Linked DNA regions of Mus musculus: regions 2 and 3 are each linked to region 1. A link is a contact called in public promoter capture Hi-C data. All regions are on one chromosome and are shown on one strand. The core of a region is the stretch at or near the end of the contact, and the rest is flanking DNA. Distances in the headings are between cores, read along the strand shown. Region 1 holds the start of Dchs1 (dachsous cadherin related 1). Region 2 holds the start of Syt9 (synaptotagmin IX). Region 3 holds the start of Cyb5r2 (cytochrome b5 reductase 2).

Region 1 (4,121 bases), core at 1,044-3,543:
CAGTGGGTTAATTCGTCTACTGAAAACAATGGATCGAGGGGTTTGGGTGTGTGAAAAAATATTTCTTCATAGAAGGTTCTATGTAGGGATTAACAGAAGCCAGGATTTCTAAGTGCCATTTAGTGCAGCTAAGAAACCATTCTAGATAGCGTTGATAATGTGCATGTGGGAAAGCTCAAAGACAGTGCAGTCAAGGAATGTTTGAAGGGATTTCTTCACAAATGAGCTGAGGGGTGGGAGGGTCAAGTAGGAGCAAATTAGGAAATCTAGGGCAAGAGGTCAAGGGGAAAAGGTCATTATCAGGTTAAAGCAGTGGTTCTCAATCTGTGGGTCATGACCCCTGTGAGGGAAGGCCATTGAAAAACACAGGTATTTATATTAGGATTAATAACAGTAGCAAAATACACAGTTATAAAATAGCATTGAAAATGATTTTATGGCCGGTGGTCACCACAGAATGGTATTAAACGATCACAGCATTAGGAAGGTTGAGAACCACTGGGTTAAAGAGTAAAACAGGAGAAAAGGCATCTGGAAGCTATAAAGAGATGGAAGCTATGTTCAGAGTGGAATACAGGTTGGGATGGAAGAGTTCAAACAGAGTAGTCATGGGACAAAAGAGCATACCAGGAGCGAAAGAAACTGAGGAAATTGTGCAGCTGGTGTTTAGGGAGACTCCATGGAGACTTCCATGGTAGCATGTAGGACCAGGGGGGAAAAGCTCACATCCAGCTCTCAGTGTCCAGGAGACAGAAGTTCTGGAGTTCTGGGGATGAAGAGTAACAGTGTGAGTCTTAGAAGCTAAAGGGCTTCTTTAGCAGTAGCAATACCATATAGCTTTCCTTGTAGTATGGATATATGGTCCATGACTGTCTCCTAGAAGTTGTACAAGAGGTTCGGAGGTAAGGACAGTTACAACACAACCTTCTATTAGTTCTGAGTCACCTGTGACTTATGTGAGCAGGCTGAGGAGATACATAAAAATCCCTGTCATGCCCTGCCTGATAGTATTTCCAATTGGCATGTGTTGTTCTGAGAGGTGCTGGCAACACCATTGTCTCCTGTGGTATGAGTTGGCTGTGGCAATGACTCTTCATGTAACATGGCTGGAACATTACTGTTGTATGGACACCACACTGAGAACTTCTTCCACAGGTACATGCTAGCTTGGCAGGCATCTATAGTGGGTGTAAGTTGGTTCTGACAGTTCCTCTTTAGGGGTGTCCAGGCTGTGAGTGTATCTCTTGAGAATGTATGTTGCCTGGGACTCGGTCCCTGTGGGTTGAAGAGGATTATGACTATGTCCCCTATGGGTATTTGAAGAGTTGACATAAGTGACAATATTTTTCTGGCCTATGACCTGTGGCTGTGGGCCCAGCCCATGCACACTGAGTTCATTGTGCCTTTGAGTTCTCTCTCCCCACCCCCTCCACGTGGGACCTAGGCTTGCAGTGACCTCTCTCTGTCCCCTGACCAGGACTCTGATCTAAGCATCCTGGACAGAAACTTGCAGGCTCTGGTACCAGGATGCACTTAGAATACTAGTTTGGGTGACACACTGCCACCTCAGGCTTCCTCCTCTCCCCTCTGCTTCTCTTTACTTCTGCTCCCTCCGTTTCTTTGTCTGTGTCTCTGTGTCTCTGTCACACACCCATCAATACGTTCTGACACATGGCTCCAATAGAGCCAGGTAAAAGGCACCCAGGCACACATCCTCACAAGGACCTGCTTGTCCTGGCACACCCTCATTCTGACCCACACCCCCTCCAAGTGACACGCACATGCACACACAACCGCGCGAGGACACTCACTGACTCACACTCACTGCACACACACTGTCCTGCCCTCACCCACCAACCCCCCGCCCCCCAACCGCACACTCAAGCACCACCACACACTCCCACTCGATGACACCCGCACACAAAGACCCCCCGGCCCTGCCCCCATGCTCACGTTCACGCTCGCCCTCTCCCGCAGGCCCCGGCCCCCCCCTCCCCCATTGTCTCGGCTCAGAACAAAGCCCCCGGCTCCGCCACCGCCGCCGCCGCAGTCGGGGAGGCCGACCGACCCCGCGGGTGCGGCCGGACGGGCCGGTCACTGACCTCGATGCGGTGCGGGCTCCCTCGCCCAGTGTTGGGGCGCAGTCCGGCCGCGGTCAGCCCCCGGGGCAGCGCCCGCCAGTGCGGGGCCTGGGGCCGCGCATCGTCCGCTTTGACTGGCTCGGGCTCACAGTGCCCTCGGCGCGGGCCGCCGTCTGTCTGCGCTCGCTCGACCGTCGGTCGGTCCGTCCGTCTGTCCGCCACCGCCGCAGGGGCGCCGCCTCCTGCACAGCCACCCCGCGGAGGATGCAAGATGCGCCGCCGCGGCCCGAGCCCCCTCCCCTCCCTCCCTCCGCGCGGTAACCCGAGCCCCCGCCCTCCGCCGAGCCCCCGCCCCCGCCCCCACCCGCGCTGCCGCGGTCCCCGCGCCTCCCGCCCGCCCTCCACCCCTCCACTTCCCGGCCCCAGGCCCCAGGCCCGGGCGCCGGATCCCGCCCCAGCGCCGCGCCGTCCCTTCTCCAGGCTACTACCGCGCCAGATCCTTTCGTCCCGTCCCGTCCCCTTCCTCCTCTCCGTTTTTCTTTCTCCATTCTGTACTGGTCTTCGTTCTTCCATCCCTACTCCGCCATGGTCCGCTTCTGCCCCACTGCCCTGTTCTGTCTCACCCCTTCACACCTCTTCTTTACCCACTTCTCCCGGTCTCTCTTCTCGTTGTTCTTTCTGTATCCAGCTTCCCTCCATCAAATGCCCGCTATCTTGCTCTGTCTGTTCGTCCGTCTTCTCTGCACCTTTTCTCCCCACCCCTTTTCCTGGCTCTTTCTTTTGTCCATAACCGCTCTTACTTCACACCTTTCCCTTCCCTTCATCACCCCGTCCTCTCCTCTTTCCTTCCGTCCATCTTAACATCCCCGGTCTTTTCTGCTACTCACTTACTACCCTGTGATCCTATTCCCTTTCCCCCTGTCAGCCCTGGCTTCTCATTCTCTTATTTCCTCGTCCATCCCAAATGTGAATTTAGAGATCGAGAGGTATTAAACCATAGAGTTTAGGGGCTGGTGGTAGTCTGAGAGTGTATTTCCCTAGATAAGTAAAATGAAAAACTGGGTAAGAAGATGACAAAGGTCTTGAGGGACCAATTTGGGAGGAAGGCTTTGTATGTGTGTGTAAAGTCAGTTAAGTGGATGACAGTAAGCAACCTGGAAGCTTTTATACCTTGTCCTTAGGACTGTGATCGATGTGAGGGAAGAAAGGCATTCTAGCAGGTACAAGTGGCACAGAGAAACTGGGAACTTCTAGGAAGAGAGGACAAAGGACCTTAGGGAAAAAGGAGGGAGTATGATCATGGAAGATGGAAAGAGAGGCTGAGATGCTCCATGGTTATCTGGGCTTCAGGCTTGCACTGCCCGGTGGGTGGTGGTGAGCAGGGGTGGGGAAGGGAATGGGCTTGGAAAGATGATGACTTGGGATTTGGGGCTTCTGCCTTTGAAGTGCATGTTGGGTAGGTAGGTCTACATTTGAAGGAGCGGTCTGGGCTGGGCATAAATATTTGGGAGTCATCTGCAAATACCGTATAAGTTTGAATATAGGGTGAGGTTTTTTTGCTTTTTTGTTTTTCCAAAATCATCTCTCAGGAAAGAGGGAGTAACCTTATATTTGAGTCCTTACAACATCTCTCATATTACAGGGTTTGCTCTCATTTACTTTATTTTGAACAACAAACCACTGGATAGGGCAGTATGGTATGGTGACTAAGCTTGTGGACTCTGGAGCCAGACTGCCTGGCTCGGGGTCCAGACTCTGCCGTTTGGAAGTTGTGTGCCTTTGGGAACGTTGGTTAACCTTCTTTTACCTCAGTATTCTCATCTATGAACTGGGTGTAATGATTAAACTATTTTTAATATGTTAAAGTACTGCATACCTGGTACCTAGAAAGTACCCAGCAAGAACTCTTGCTATCAGGACAAGACCTATTGACCTGAAATATCCTCAACAATCCTATTTTGGATCCTTGTAGAGGTCATTTGTCACAGAATCCCTAGCTAAAGAAATTTAATACAGTATGATAACTATTCCTGGTGGTAT
Region 2 (4,235 bases), core at 349-2,848, 1.6 Mb after region 1:
TGTTTGTCTTAGGTGTTTTTGTTTGTTTGTTTGAGGCATGTGTTGCCCAGACTACTTCAGAATGTAGCCAAGGATGACCTTGAACCTCAGAGCACTCGGATTGCAGGCTTATGCCACTATACTGGGTTTGTTTGTTTCTAGATGAAATCCAGAGCCTTGAGTATGGTAGATAAGCAACTCTTCCAATTAATCTGCACCCCAGCCCTGGGCCTTAGTTTTAAAGGAAAAAGTTTAGGAAGTGGGGAAAAAAAAAAAAAACCAAACAAACTAAAAATAGAAACCCAAAATAGACTCTACGTGCCTTTCCACAGCTATCTGGATTTACCTTTATAACTACAGCTGCCCATTCTCTATTACTCTAATATAAACTCCACCAAACCCAGCACTGCTCACCACACAACTTCAAGTTTTGTCTGTTGAGCAAATATTCCTTATTTGCAATATGATTCTTAGACAGCACATCCTTATGGGTAAGAGTCCTAGCTAATTGTTCTAGAATGAAGTTTGACATTAGGATTACATAAATATGTAAGAGAATCAGGGAGAAAGAAAAAGAGGAGCGGGTGGATGAGAGGCAGGGAGAGAGAGGGTGGGGGAGAAGTCTCTTATGAACTTAGGCAAGTACCACCTCTCTTGAGTCTGTTGTTTTAGTGGCAGCGTGGAGATCACACACACACACACACACACACACACACACACACACACACACACACGTTTAAGGCTCTCTATCTAGAGAATTAAATGAAACTATACAAAAGGCTGTGGCACAGTGCCTTGGGCACACAAACAAGCTAAATAATTTGTGGTTATTTCTGGGCTGAGTGCCTAAAAAAATGAAGAGATGGGTAGATGAGAGGTGACTGAGGTCTTTCCAAACATCCACAAATTCTGGATCCTCTGTCTCCTGTGCCAGGGAAATGCTGGCAACCTTCGCATTTCCAATCAGCTTCTTAGAAAACCAATCAGGACCTGCAAAGCTCCAGGTGAGCCTCAGCGTCTTTCCGGAGGGCCATACATCTGTCCTCATTTCTTATCTGAGCCTCCACCTTCTCCAAATCACCATCACGCTGTGCATCCATTCTTTGTTGGAAAATCTTGGCTCTAAACCCCGCATTTGGGCGCGTGACACCCCTGGGCCCGCGGTTTCTGCTCAGACCGCGCTTTCCAAGTTTAAAGAAGGTACTGAGATCTCGGCAGGTGTAGTCTACCCTCCAGCCTTCGCTCCATACAACCGAGAACGTGCTTTGGACCCACGCGTGGCTCCAGAGCCCTGAGGGATGCTAGGTTTGCATCTGGGCGGAGAAATGGGGTGCCAAGAGCGTCTAGCACGCGCACCAGCTCGTACTTCCTGATCCTGGGCGCGGCCGCTCACAGCGCAGGGTCCGGAGCGGAATCAGGCGCTTCTCCTGCAGTGGGCGAGCGCCCCCGTCCCGGGTCCCTACCTGGCGCGCCTGCTCTGCGGCGGCCGCGGCAAACCCCCGCCCGCGGCGCGCACCCCTGACCCGGCCCCGCCCCCGGCGGCCGCGAGTAGCGGGCGGAGCGCGGAGAGGCGCGCTGGGCTGTGCGGCGCCGCCTCCCCTCCGCGCCGAGGGAGGGACGAGGGGCCGCGCGGGAGACGGAGAAAGCCCGAGCGAGCGGCTCTCCGAGAGCTGCATGCAACCGGTGGGAGGCCGACCCGGCTGGCGCTGCGGCTCGGGTGGGGAGCGCGGACCGGCCGGTGGCGGCGGCGGCGGCGGCAGCTCTGAGCTGGCAGGCGGAGGGCTTTCTCCCGCGCCCGCCTGCCCGGCGCGGTCCGAGGATGCGGGGGGGCGATGCCCGGGGCCAGGGACGCGCTCTGTCACCAGGCGCTGCAGCTGCTGGCCGAGCTCTGTGCCCGAGGGGCCCTGGAGCACGACAGCTGCCAAGATTTCATCTACCACCTGCGGGACCGTGCCAGACCCCGGCTCCGCGACCCAGGTAAGCGCGGCCGCCGCCGCTGGCGGGCGCGACTCGAGGGCCCTGAAATGGGGACTTGGGGACCTAGCCAGGGCCTGAGGCAGGAGAGCGACGCAGACTGGAGGAGGGCAATGGGTGACCATTGAGCCCAAGTAGGTCTCCACAACCAGCGCACCACGGCCTGATGCTGGAACCCGGCGAACTCGGGCGGAGGCTGCCGCGCGGAGGCCGAGCCAGGGTGGGCTGGGGCAGGCTTGGAGGAACCACGCCCGCCACCTGCGCTGGGCTCCTGGGGGCGGCTCCTGAGCTCGGGGCTGCGCCCGCCACTTCACTCGCGAGCGCCCGGGAGCCAGGCGAGGCCACGGAGGCCTCGGAGCTGGGAGTGGGATCTGAGAGCCAAGGAAACTCTGTGAAGTTGGGAGTTTGGCACAGCCGGGCTGATTTCCACCCGAAGCTGCTCAACCTGAGTGCCCAGTTTCCCCCCAGGCTCTACTGTGGAAAGGACCAGACAAGATCTTGTCTGGGGCCGGGCCCCAGAGTCACACGACTAGAGCGGCTGGGCCTGAACCCTCTCCTTTCATGTCTCAAGGTGCTTAGGCAATGAGGCCTTGGCTCCCAGTTTGTCTCGCAGTGATAGCTTGGCACACTAGAGTGGTGGGCTTGCTGCAGCTGGCAGTTGTCCTAGTGAAAGTTGTGAGGCTCCTAACTTTGTAAAGTTCGCTTACTTTGGCATCTGACCAATTAAGGTCAGAGGAAGGTGTTTTATTTGAGCAGTTTGCAAGTCCTACTGTTTTCTTACTCATCATTGGGCACTGGAAAGATGCATTCATTCCTTTTGGATATTTCCTGAGCATCTTCTAGGCTGGAGGACTCATAATCTCGAATATTTTTCCAGTCTAAGTGTTTTAAATGTTAAAAGGCAAATCATGGTTAGACTGTTAAAAGAGGGATGAAAGAATGGCCTTTGCCTTGATGTTCCTGTGTGCAGACATTGGCAATAAGCAATTGCTGTGCAAACAAGTAAATGTGAGCATTTCTCATTTCAAGCCAGTTCATTCTATAAAAATACATTTACAAAGGATAAAGAGTGACTTGACTTTTAACTAGGAACGAGCCCATTTAAACAACCTACCTTTAATAGGACAATGCTCAGTGTGTGTGGCAAAGGCAGGTGTTAAAAGTTTGTCACATTTTTCTGTACTCAGAGGATCTATTTTTTTTTCATGCTCATGGTTACATTAATAAATTTCTCAAATGATCTCCAATCTTTTACTCCAAAGGGGAGAATTAAGTGGAGAACTACAGATTGCAGTGATTTCCCTGGAGGCTTGGTTGTCCAGCTTCTGAGTGGCTCTTTGATGGATGAGCGTGTGCCCCACAGACCACAGATATGAATGGAAGTGCCTCACCTCCCCCCAGGAATCCCAGAAAGATGCTCTGAGTGTGGGGTGTTCTGTGCTTACATAGCAGGACCAAGCTCATTATTAACACACTTTTCCCAAAGCTCATGTTAGTACTGACACCTCTCTTTGTGTTCCTGCCCCTGTGAAGCAGATTTTCCTTGTTATCTCAGACAAGTTGTCATCTTTGGCTTTACAAGAGAAGGGGGATGCAGCCTGTCTCTGAATTGGGCTTTAATAAGCCACATCTTTCTGGTCAGTTCTCTCTCTCTTCCATTTAATGAAGTGACTGCTTCCCATGTGCCTAGACTCTCCCAGTTTCCACACTGGGTGGGCCTGAAGGAAGAGTCCCAAGCATACTCCTTACAAGAGGAACTCTGGTTCCTGAACTGGGAAATTGCTTTCAATGACTGTCTTGCTGTTCCCTGACTTCCTGAAAGCTGTGTTCTGCTTAAACTAGGGCACATGGCTTTGAGGTAGCTCCTGCCCCTCTGGCTCTTTTCATTGTGTCAGGAAGTAGCCTGAGCTTGAGACAGGAGAAGGGCCCTGAAATTAAGAAAGTGGGAGGAATTTATAGCCAAAGATGCATTTAACACACCACCCTCTCTTTCAGGGCACATCTGCTCAGTCCAGACCTCCCCATCCCTCTCCCTTCCTCACCTTGCTCACAGTAATTCTTACATACATCTCGTGAGTGCATGTCCTTTCCTCTGAAGCTGTTCGTGCAAACCAAGAGTGCCCTTAATCTCTGAGCCCTAAAGATGAGTGGCTGAAGAGGCTGCACTGCGCATGCTAGGTGAACGGCTGTTGGGTAGTTTGACCCAGAACAGCTATGGACAGCTGCCCTGATGGGTCCCCAGAGAGTCCTCTCTGTAAATGGGTGACTTCCTTTTCTGTGAA
Region 3 (4,338 bases), core at 840-3,339, 2.0 Mb after region 1:
AGACTCTTAGAGGGCACTACATTGCCTTGTCCCTCTGACCACACAGCTTCCACTGTGGCTGAAGAGAAAGCAGGTCAGAGAAGTTTCTACAAATTCTATTTCTCAAGTGGCTTGTGCTTTCATGCTGCCTCCCAACAGGGTGATGACAGAGGCTAAGCAGAGGAATGGAACGCCCAGTGACAGGAGTGAGGGACAGCAAGCAGGCTCGGGAGCCCGGCAGGACTCCTCAGACTATAATCTCATCACTTGGCAGAGTTGAAGTCAGAGCTTTCTTTAAAAGTAGGTCATTAGTAAGGCTGTCCTCTAGGAGACAAGGGGAAGGGCTTCTCAGTCCCACCTTTGTTCCTTAGGTTTTTCATCTTATGAGCTGTCTAGAGATGTTACTGATGAAACTAGAAGCGGGACAATTCAAGAGGTCAGCTGGGATTGGTTTCCACAGTGAGTCCCTCCTCAAGTGGGTCTCAGGACCCCTCAGATAATCCATCCAGTTAGGGCATTTGCACTGCTAGTGATTCCCATGTATATTGGGCCTTGACTGCAAGGGAACATCTGTTCTTGTCATCCCTGAACAACACAATGAAGTTTCTGAATTTTCATATCCATCATTCATTTTACCCTCACTATACCTGAAGTAGGCAGAAAAGCCTGGGAAATACTATAGATGGAAGAAGGTCAGAGATGGTGAGGGACTGGCCTTAAATTGCATGGACAGGAGCCATTAAGGAGATCTTAAACTTCCTGACTCTAAGCTTACGTCTTATCAGTGCTCCTCAAGCTATTACTATTGTGACAGTCCAAGTGGGACAATGGGGACACTGTCCTCAAGTCCAGCTGCCTATTCCCTCCATTCATGTGGTCCAGGGTTATATCAGTGTACCCTCCATATCCCACAAGAATGGGAATCCATTGCTAATAGGAGCCAAGTACTCAAACACTCAGACTTGGACATGTCACCAAGCACTGCTCACCGACAGGAAGCCCCAGGACATGGTCTGGTGAGGGCAGCCCAAAGCGGAACCTTCTGGTGTTGTGACTGATTTGCTGGTTAGAAAAAGAAGAAGAAGAAAGAGGTAGGCAGGTTCTGTTGACTCTCTAGGAGTTTTGCTTTGTGGTCCAGATCTTTAGAAAGGTGCTCCATTTGGTCCTGAGGTGACTGATCACCTCATATCCCCAGCTAGCATTCTCCCCCACCCCCACCCTCCCCTTTCACCTAACCAGAGGGAGGTTTAGGTGACCCACTACCTCCTTCTCAATCAAGGGCAGCGGGTACTTGGCTTCAGGGTCCTGTAAGGTGATAAGATCTTTCTTCTTGACACTCATTTTCTTCAGGGCTATGAGAATCGCAGTGGCCCCGGTGACAGGTTTGGTCCTGGCAGATACAGTGTGAAGACAGACCTCAGATTTCACCCATGCTGGGCTAGGCAGCTCTAAGCCTGGCTGATCTTATGTCTTACAGGACTAGCAGAGAGAAAGGTATTAATACAGAAGGCTCTCTCTGGGACCAGCGTGCAGAGGTTAGCTGCAGGTCCAAGAAGACCCCTGGACCAGGCTTGACACCTATCCCAGAGTGCTAGTGTCTCCAGGCCCTCATTGGTCATCTGCCTCCATCCTGGGGGGAATGACTGTGGGATCCTTACCAGCTAACAGCAAGGCTGGGGACAGAGCTCACCTCTCTAGAGACTTGCCACACTCACTTCGGATTCCGCTGGAGCAGTGGAGCAGTGAGTGGCTTGGGGACTCACTAGCACCTTCCTATGAGTAACTGAGGCAAACATATACCTGTAAGAGGCGTGGCCAACCTCCCTATAATAGCCCTCAACTCCACCCAGCTCCTCCCTCACTAGGCCAGTTTGTTCTCATCCCAACCTGTTGCAGAAAAGTCTGCAGCTTAGCCCTGAGGCCCACTGTCCCAACCAGCTGGGAAACCGCCCGTGAATCCTGCCTCGGCCACCGCCTGCGGCTGTTCGCCTAGCCCCGGGTTCCTTCCTGCCCCGCGCTTTCCCGGCAGAACTCACCTGGAGCGAGATGCCTGACTTATCCTCGAGATGAACAGTGCCTTTGATGGTGGGGATGATGAAACATCCGGCAGTGGCCGCTGAGGAGCTGACTCCTGCCCCATAGCGACGGATTCGAGCTTCTGTGTCACATGACTCTGGCACAGGACTAGCCTGGCGCTTCTGCAGCTGGCCGGGTGGGAATGGGGCTTATCTCCAAGATCCCTATGCAGGGATCCCTCTGCTTCTTGACTTTCCTGCGCATGTCAGCAGCCTTGAGGAAAATTCAGCCTCCCCAGCTTGTTAAGAGCCTGGCAAGATGAAGGAAGGGGTTGCTGTAAACTTGTTTACAATGCAAACTGAAGAAGAGTTGCAGCCTAGAGGAAGACTGCATATCTTATTTAACATGCTTCCTGAGCTGCTACCCTAGCCTCCCAGGACCAAGTGTTTGCAGGATTGGGGTGACTGCAGCCAGTCTTTAGTGGGAGACCGGACCGGACTCTCAGAGGCAGGATGAGAAGTTCAGATTATGAAGATTCTTCACAATGCATTTCAGAACCTTGGTTTCCTCTTCCACGCTTGCAAGTGGCAAAAGGAAAACTCATTTCATAGTGAGTTAAAGGTCAACTTTGGCAACTTAGTAAGACTAGCTTAAAGTTGAAAAGCAAACACACAAGCCGGGCGTGGTGGCGCACGCCTTTAATCCCAGCACTTGGGAGGCAGGGGCAGGCGAATTTCTGAGTTCAAGGCCAGCCTGGTCTACAAAGTGAGTTCCAGGACAGCCAGGGCTACACAGAGAAACCCTGTCTCGAAAAACCAAAAAAAACACAAACACCAGCCCAACAACAACAACAGCAGCAAAGGACTGAGATACAGGACATGGTTACCTTAGCTTGTGCGAGTCCCTGAGTTTTTAGTCTCTGGTATAGAGAGGGGGAAAGCCCAGATTGTAAAATGGTATTTCATGAAGGTATTTGCATCAAATCATTAGCTCCAACGAGAGACATGTACCCCCAACAGCAGGACTAGGAAGCCTCAGGTCCCCAGAACTGAAGTTAGAGGCAGTTGTCAGCTACCCAGTCTGGATGCTGGAAGCCAAATTCTACTTCTCTATAAGAGTGAGTTCTCTTAACTGCTGAGTCATTTTTCCAAGTCTTAAAATAATCTTTGCTATATAAATAGTTTCCCATTATTATAGATGAAATCAATTCACACAGTAATGAGATGAATATACTCCTTACTTTTACAAGAAGAACTAAATCTTGGCTGAATATTTGATTCCACACAAGGTAGTTGAGGAATCTTCAATGTTTTTCAGAGTTCATAGATTTTTTTAAATATATATATAATTGTTGATGCTGAAACTCAACATTTTGTACATACATAGGAAAAAAGACAGAAGTATGTTTAGGGCTTGTCAGAAGTTGCTTGAAATTCTGCCCCAATCTCAAGCAAAATTTCATATATATTATGAAATTCAAGTTGGTAGCTCAAACAGCAATTTTAAAAAACAAACCCTGTGACACAATCCAGCCCAGAAGAGATACCAGTGTGATATTTATGTGCTAAAGAATGATGGCAAAGAAATAATGTCTTTGTTTTTATCATTAAATAGTATATTTCTTTTTTCATCAATTTATTTATTCATTTTACATCCTGATATCAGCCTCCTCCCCCAACCCTCCTCTCACAGCTCCTTGCAGCATTTTCCCCCTCCTCTTCTTTTCTGAGGAGGTAGAGGATCCCCCTACCCCCAGAATCACCCCACCATGGCACACCTACAGGACTAGGCACATCCTCTCCCACTAAGACCAGACAAAGCAACCCAGTTAGGGGAATAGGATTCACAGGCTGGCTACAGGTTTAGTGGTGTGCCTGCTCCAGTTGCTGGGGGACCTGCATGAAGACCTGAAGACTAAGTTATACGTCTACTACATATGTGTTGGGGGCCTAGGTCCAGTCCATGCTCACTCTTTGGTTGGTGGTTTAGTGTCTGGTAGCCTCCAAGAGTACAGGTTAATTGACCCCTTTGGTCTTCCTGTGGAGTTCCTGTCCTCTTTGGATCCCTCAATTTTCTCCCCAACTCTTCCATAAGTCTGCCTGAAGTTTGGCTGTAGGGTTCTGCATCTGTTTCTACTGGCTGCTGGGTTGAGTCTTTCAGAGGACAGTTATGTTAGACTCCTGTTTGTAAGTTAACAGACTATCATTAATAGTGTCAGGGATTGGTTGTTGCCTATGGGATGGGTCTCAATTTGGGCCAGTCTTTGGTTGGTGATTCCCTTTGTCTCTGCTCCATCTTTGTCCCTGCACATCTTGTAGACACAGCACAATTTATGCCAAAGAT

Evidence for each region. Promoter capture Hi-C pulls out the DNA fragments that hold promoters and counts their contacts.
Region 2: a promoter capture Hi-C map of liver shows a contact between it and region 1, with 2.4 times the contacts expected there. The contact joins the promoter of Syt9 here to the promoter of Dchs1 in region 1. A contact is called at or near these places in 3 of 39 promoter capture datasets (cranial neural crest, hippocampal neurons and liver), 3 of 115 datasets of contacts at active chromatin or transcription factors (astrocytes, embryonic forebrain and embryonic stem cells) and 1 of 9 other capture datasets (embryonic stem cells).
Region 3: a contact with region 1 is called in a promoter capture Hi-C map of pre-B cells. The contact joins the promoter of Cyb5r2 here to the promoter of Dchs1 in region 1. A contact is called at or near these places in 3 of 39 promoter capture datasets (cranial neural crest, frontonasal cranial neural crest and pre-B cells).

What each region holds. Positions count from the first base shown.
Region 1 is chr7:105,785,257-105,789,377 of GRCm38.p6, forward strand. It overlaps Dchs1 (dachsous cadherin related 1), which reads right to left and starts at 2,294. Exons shown (of 21, transcript NM_001162943.1): 1 at 2,103-2,294.
Region 2 is chr7:107,369,192-107,373,426 of GRCm38.p6, forward strand. It overlaps Syt9 (synaptotagmin IX), which reads left to right and starts at 1,599. Exons shown (of 7, transcript NM_021889.4): 1 at 1,599-1,956. The coding sequence starts at 1,812.
Region 3 is chr7:107,755,943-107,760,280 of GRCm38.p6, forward strand. It overlaps Cyb5r2 (cytochrome b5 reductase 2), which reads right to left and starts at 2,090. Exons shown (of 9, transcript NM_177216.4): 1 at 2,016-2,090; 2 at 1,243-1,369; 3 at 969-1,041. The coding sequence starts at 1,320.